Linked DNA regions of Mus musculus: region 2 is linked to region 1. Evidence: chromatin contacts called from public HiChIP or PLAC-seq data. All regions are on one chromosome and are shown on one strand. Each heading gives the region's core, a stretch centred on a gene start, on an enhancer-like site or on the middle of the called end of the contact. The rest is flanking DNA. Distances are from core to core; before and after follow the strand shown. Region 1 has its middle 20 kb from the start of Parp9. Region 2 holds the start of Hcls1 (hematopoietic cell specific Lyn substrate 1).

Evidence for each region. HiChIP or PLAC-seq counts read pairs in DNA pulled down with a chosen protein or histone mark.
Region 2: a contact with region 1 is called in an H3K27ac HiChIP or PLAC-seq map of double positive thymocytes, with 3 times the contacts expected there. The contact joins the promoter of Hcls1 here to the enhancer-like site in region 1. A contact is called at or near these places in 2 of 39 promoter capture datasets (the C10 cell line and hippocampal neurons), 3 of 115 datasets of contacts at active chromatin or transcription factors (bone marrow-derived dendritic cells, double positive thymocytes and large pre-B cells) and 2 of 9 other capture datasets (adipose tissue and liver).

The regions. Positions count from the first base shown.
Region 1 is chr16:35,917,077-35,920,430 of GRCm38.p6, reverse strand. It overlaps the pseudogene Gm10237. Among named protein-coding and RNA genes, the nearest start is that of Parp9, 20 kb to the left of the region's middle. Within about 2 kb of position 1,535, at least 126 of the 459 cell types and tissues checked have an H3K27ac peak or open chromatin away from gene starts, as enhancers often do. A contact at or near this core is called in adipose tissue, bone marrow-derived dendritic cells, double positive thymocytes and 1 more, where this site is marked.
Region 2 is chr16:36,933,147-36,936,500 of GRCm38.p6, reverse strand. It overlaps Hcls1 (hematopoietic cell specific Lyn substrate 1), which reads right to left and starts at 1,518. Exons shown (of 14, transcript NM_008225.2): 1 at 1,427-1,518.

The sequences.
Region 1 (3,354 bases), core at 286-2,785:
ACAGGCGCCAAAATGGCAGAAAGAGCCTAAATCCACTTTTAGTTGACTTTTAAAATCACTAATTTGGGGCCTAGAGAGATGGCTCAGCAGTTAAGAGCCCTGACTGCTCTTCCAGAGGTCCCGAGTTCAATTCTCAGCAACCACATGGTGGCTCACAACCATCTGTAATGGGATCCGATGCCCTCTTCTGGTGTGTCTGAAGACAACGACAGTGTACTCACATACATGAAATAAATAAATAAATCTTTAAACCAAAATAAAACAAAAAACATTAATTTGCCAGACCTGGTGGCACACACCTTTGGTTCCAGGATTCAGGAGGCAGAGACAGGTGGATCTCTAAGTTCCAGGCCAGCCTAGTCTACAAAAGGAGTTTCAGGACAGTCAGGGCTATACAGAGAAACCCTGTCTTGAAAAAAACAAATAAGCAAGCAAGCAAACAAACAAATAAATGAATATTACTAATTTGAAGGGCTGAATAAATGGCCCAACAGAACTCTAGTTCCTGAAGGTCCAATGCCCTTTTCTGGCTTTTGTTGGCTTCGGCATACATCTGGTACACACATACACACACACACACACACACACACACACACACACACACACACACACACACACTATATATATATATATATATATATATATATATATATATATATATATATATTTGTATATTTGTATATATACATATATGTACATCTAAATGTGTATATATATGTATGAGAATATATATATATTCTCATCCTGACTCACACATACACATCAATAAAAACTAAATGTACTTTTTTTCTCTCAAATCATTAATTTGGGGGGATCACATGGCTGGAGGGTTTACCATCAGTCTCCTCTAGCTTTGCTGTAGATGGAGCCTTAGACTGAAGCACATCTAATGGGTTAAAACTGTTCTAGACAGCATATGGTGGCACAAGCTTGAGATTCCAGGCAGGAGATTTTTAGCTTCATAGCAAGCTTGACATTAGCCTGAGATATACAGCAAGACCCACCCTCCAACGCTGGGAAAATCTATTGTGTGAATCGCTGTAAATACTCTCAGATCCAGTTGCCTTGGGCCTGCCTCCGGGGTTTTATTGGTTTTCAGTCTTCCTGTTCGTTTAATCTTAATGACTAACTGTAGACCTGACTGTTTCTGGGAATAGAAACTAAAAGTACACTCATCAGACTTTCCCACTTGTAACCTTTCTTTAGCTTCATGGAACTGGGAATACCTTGAGATCTGTAGGAACCAGGATTAGCATAGGGAAGCATGACACCAGCTTCTGGCAGCTGCACGGGTGACCTCCATCTGACTTGCCTCCTCACCTCCCCTGCTCCCCACAAAAATCCCTATAAAAGCCCTGGGCCACAACCTCTAAGGAAGATGGCTTTTTAACAGACAAAACCCCCCACTCTTAGACCTCTGCCAACTTGTTGTAAGTAAAGCTTTCTATCGCTCTATTTCCAGGATTCTTCACACTGGAAAGAGGAGAACAAAACTTTCCTGTTTACATCTTGGCAGAACAGAAAGTGAAAGCCACCCAAGGCTTGAATGGCCAAGGGTGCATCAGCATCAGCCTGGGGTGTGCTAGAGAGCAAGCAGCCAGAACTAGCAGTTAAAGAAAGGCTTTTATTAGGGGCAAGAACACACCCATACAGCAGGCACACAGAAAACCCACCTATCCCTGAAGGCTGGGAGTTTTTAGTCTTTCAAGGGTCACTCTCACAACTGTTGTGTAACTGTGTCTTGACCTCACTATGAGCTTGAGGGGTCGGGACCTATTGGCAGGAGAAGACGTCTACAAAGACCTGTGTTTTAAGTTTTTGCCTCAGATCTAGAAGGAATGGAGGAAGCGAGTGCTCTTGGAAGTTCACCATCTTTATTAGTGATGGCCCCTCTCCCTGTCTATCTGCCTCTCAAGGAATCTGTTTAATTCCTAGTCCCTGAAGATAACAGCTTGGTGGATGTGGTTCCCATCACAGAACTAGGGGATTCCCATCACATCTTTGAGGGTTCAGGTGAGGTAGTTATATATTTTCCTTGGTCTGGTGTGTCTGACACAGTCTTTGGCCTGATTTCCCTATATGTTTACAATATGGCCAAATGCCAATCATAATTTACCCCAATAAACTTATAGGGTAGCATACTTCCTACTCTCAGAGATAAATTATCAGTCTATTGTGCATGGATGGTGTGGGGCAAATGGGGCAGTGCACGCATCTACCCAATGGCACGGCCATCCTCCATCTTTGAAAAGGAGTCAAAGGCCGCTTGTAAATGGAGTCTCTCGGAGCAAAGCTCAGTTTGAAAACCTACTCTTTTACACAATAGTGTGTAACTTAGACCAAGACATGATCCCAGAATCACACATACACATGCACACGCACTCACACACCACACAAATATGTTTGGACTTTTTTTCTTCACTTGTAAAAACTAAAGTATATTTGCTAGAGGAGGTGTAAACCTTTGAATACAAAGGGACCCCATAGTCTTCTATGCTTGGTCTCCAGGTGGTGGAACTGTTTGGGAGTGAATAGGAGGTGTGGTCTTGTGGAAGGAGGTGTGTTTCTGGGGATGGGCTTGGAGGTTTCAAAAGCTCATGCCATTTCTAGCTAGCTTGCATGTTCTCTGTGTCTGTCCATCTGTCTGTCTGTCTCTCTGCCTTACACTTGTTATTTCAGTGTGTAAGCTCTCGACTACTTCTCTAGGGCTATGCCTGGTGTCAAGCTCTCTGCCATGACAGTCATGAATTCACCCTCTGAAACTGTAAGCAAGCCCTCAATTAAACGCTTTCTTTTATAAGTTGCCTTGGTCAGGGTTCCTCGTCACAGCAGTATAACAATAACTAATACAGGTTTGGTGGCATTGTGTGTGCTTAGCATGCACAAGGCTCAGGGTTCAACCCCCAGAATGCAAAATAAGTAAATTAGTTAAATTAAATTAACATACAACTTACTAATACATTATAGAAAAAATTTAAAATGTTTTGAGTATGTGGGGCAGGGTTTCATATGAAGGCAGATACCTGTGGAGACCAGAGGCTTGGACCCCTAGGTCTGGAATTAAAGATGTTGTAAGCATATGGATGTAGGTGCTAAACTCTGCAAGAGCAAGTCCACATTGAGTCATCTCTCCAGCCCCCTGGCCCACACTCTTTTTCAGTGAATAGTTTGTGCATTTTGAGAAATTATTAATAGTTCTTTATTTTACCTTTCATGTATATGAGTTTTTGGCTACATGTATGTCTGCACAGCACTTGAGTGTCAAAGGCAAAAGAGGATCCCTGGAACTGGAATTTCAGATGGTGGCGAGTGTTCTTAGTCAGGGTTTCTATTCCTGTACAAAACATCATGACC
Region 2 (3,354 bases), core at 269-2,768, 1.0 Mb before region 1:
CCATCTGGTCTGGTAGCTTTTTGGGACTTCCTGGCTCAAAGACTCTGCCTATCCTTCTTTGTCGGGTGCCACCACCACCGAAGAGCTTCCTGGTACTCATTGCTCTCCCAAAGGAGACACCTTTACCCACTCATCCCCAAGGCTCTGCTTATCTAGGCCCCAAGTCTCCACTTTCTATCCCCATCTGGAAGCCTCCATCATTGCCCACATTTTATAATAACCTCTAGAAGATTAGCCCCGAAGACATCTGAGGAAGATAGGTTAAATAAAGATGTGGGAAGGAGTGGTGAGTTACCGTGGCCAGAGTCACTGTGAGCTATTAAGAACATCTGTGCCTCCCCCAGTTGGTATTAGCTACTAACAGGGGGTAAGACACATAAAGAGAACCTATGACCCACAGCTTAAGGCCTCACTTTGACATGTCCTGGCTCTCAGGCTACTCTACCACAGAAGGAAACTGGAAAGGAGAAGTCAAATACATTTATGAGCAATGAGGAAGCAGTGAGGTCCGATGGTCTCATCTTGCCTGATTCTCCAGGTCTCAGTTCATCTCTCCCATCAGCCCCTCATGCTCATGTTTAAGAGCAAAATAACTTACTATTCTTGTACTGTCGATTACTAATCAGGAAAGCTGCTAACTTAAAGTAGGAGGCTGGAGACAGGCAATGAATGCTGGGCATATCCAATACCTGATGACAGGACTGACTTATGGCATCCATAGGTGAGAGATCCATGGACACTGCAGTAATATGACAGCCCCTGTGAGACCCCTGTCTGTCACATGACACAGAGTCTATACTACTTAGTCAGAGACTAGACTAAGCCATCCATCAATATTAACTTCCTTGGGCAAGTCACTGATTGTTGTGATATTGTTTCCCAATGTTAAATAATTAAGGGGTTAACACAGTAGATCCAAAGCTCCCTCTGTAACACTCTGGGATCCCCACAGACATACAAAGTTACACCAGCTGAAGTCATGTTTGCATTTGACTCCTAAAAGCACTTGGCTCAGCACCAGTGTTCATTGGTGGTTAAATCCTGTCCCCTTACATTTCCCATGGGCATTTGTGTCCCTGTGAGGCCATACAAAGGCACACTTTGTCCTCATCTTCCGTGGGTCGCCTTCAGGTTAGCACACTGGGGCAGCCACCCTTTAGAATGGGCTGTGTAGATCATCAAGGGCATACTAGGGCCCAGGGTCCTAGATATGTGCTCAATCATGCTCCCCGAGTGCAGGCCATTTCCTTGTTCCCATCCTCAGATGTTCATTGTCAACCACTGCACACAGTCCTTAGGGCCATCAAGAGTTCAGCATCTATTAGTAAAGACCTCCCTTAACAAGGACTAAGTGCTATGTAGACTTCTTTTCCATACTTCCCTGTGCTCCCAACCCCTCACAAAACCCCCAGCTCAGAGCACCCACCTTTACTGGTTCCTGGTTACGGCTTTTCACATCTACACCAGGCGCCCCCTCCAGCGGCTGCCACTTCAGGGTAAGTAACAGAGCAGCTGCTCCAGTTCCGTTTTCAGGTTTTCTGTCATTTCCTGCCACACTGTCCTCACAGCTACTTCCTGAAGTTTGAGTCAGTTCCTTATACTTTGAGTACTTAGAAGGGTTAAGTGTTTCTGTGTCTAGTATTTTGCAAAGTTTTTCAGGTCACGGGAAAGTTATAAAAATGACCGTGGAGACACATCCCTTATCAGTTAAGACACAATAAGAATGCTGCAGGACTGCTCTGTGTCCTACGAAGGACAGTTGCATCTAAGTAAAAGAATTCAGAACAAGGCAGGTGTGGTAGTGAACTTCTGTGATCCCAGCACTTAGGGGTACCCTGGGCTACAACATTGTTGTAGAAGCCTGGTCTGAGGAAGGAAAAATGTGTGTGTGTGTAGTCTGCAGCAATCAAAAAAAAAAAAAAAAGGCTTAGTGGAAAAATGATCTGTATGTTAATTTTGAAGGGAAGTCTTAAAAACAATTTCTCCTCCTTGCTTTCTGCAGTACCTGAGACTCACACATAACTCACGAGGAAGGGAGAAGGCAGAACGTGGAGGGAGAAAACTCCCTAGCTTGATGGGAGGCTGTGTGGAGTCTGAGCTCACTTACAGAGTTCTGACTACTGGCCTTCTCTAAGCTGGTGAATTGAACTCTGACATACTCTACACTGTCAACATCTGCAGCCCTCCCCTTCTAGCTTCAAGTCAAGACATGCTCAGGTGACTTGTTGAGCCAATGAAATAGACCCTTTCTGATGTGAAGGCCACTGAGAACTTTGCTATGCTTTTACTGGCTGCCTTTCAAATAACCACCTCCCTGCTTCCACCCTCCATTCCTCACCCACCCCCGTCCCAAGCATGGCTCCTCTGGCAGCCTGGAGCACTGACAGGCAATAAAGATAATGAAAATAAAGTTCCAAGGATCTCTGGTTGAAAAATAATCCTACTAAGAACTTGCTTTTGCATCTGAGCCTGGCTCTCCTTATCCCAGTCATCTGTGGACTCTGACTTGCCTGGCTTACAGAGAATGAACCCACAAGGGTCCCAGGTTGGTGAAACTAGACAGAAGGGAACATTCTGTACCAACAGAAAGCATCTAAAGTCACTTCCCAGGGGATTGATTCTAGACTTGGAGCACTTTATTTGTTCTAATAAGGCTATTTATAGTTGAGGAATATGTAGAAAGGGGTAGCCTTAAATTAGGGCTAGACATTGTACCTCACCACACAGCAATGCACAGAACCATAGAACTTCAGCGATGACACCAAGGAAACCCACTTCCCCCTCACAAACACCCCATGTTCATCCCTGAGCAGAACAGTGCTGACATACAGTGAGCGTTGAAGCCAAAGAGAACAGGTTCCCATTAATCCTCTTCTACCCTGTGATACTGGGTCAGCTTTTCCCAAGTGGCAACTTTGTATAAGAGCATGATGTCTACCCAACCCGCATGAGCTATGAAAAGTCTCCTTCTGCACTGTGTTCAAGGAGAGCTTGTTGTTTTAGACACTCTTGCTATGTAGCACAGGCTAGCCTTAACTTACTATGTAGACAAGACTGGCCTTGGACTTATGGTCCTCCTGCCTCAGCCTCCTCAGTGCTGGAATTACAGGCAAGTGCCACCATACTTGGTGGTCCAATACTTTCAGAGTTTTCTCAGAACTATCCACAAGGCTTCACAAATTTACATCCTATGGTTCTGCTCCTTTAACCCAATCTCAGGATGGATTTTCTAATCTGAACCTCATCTCCTTTGGCTCCAGCAGCTGAGGCTAGAAGGATGTTCACAGCCATGTGGTGCTGGCCAGTGAGATGAAGGAGTCTCAGAACTTTCTCCTCCAGTTGCCACTCCTCCAT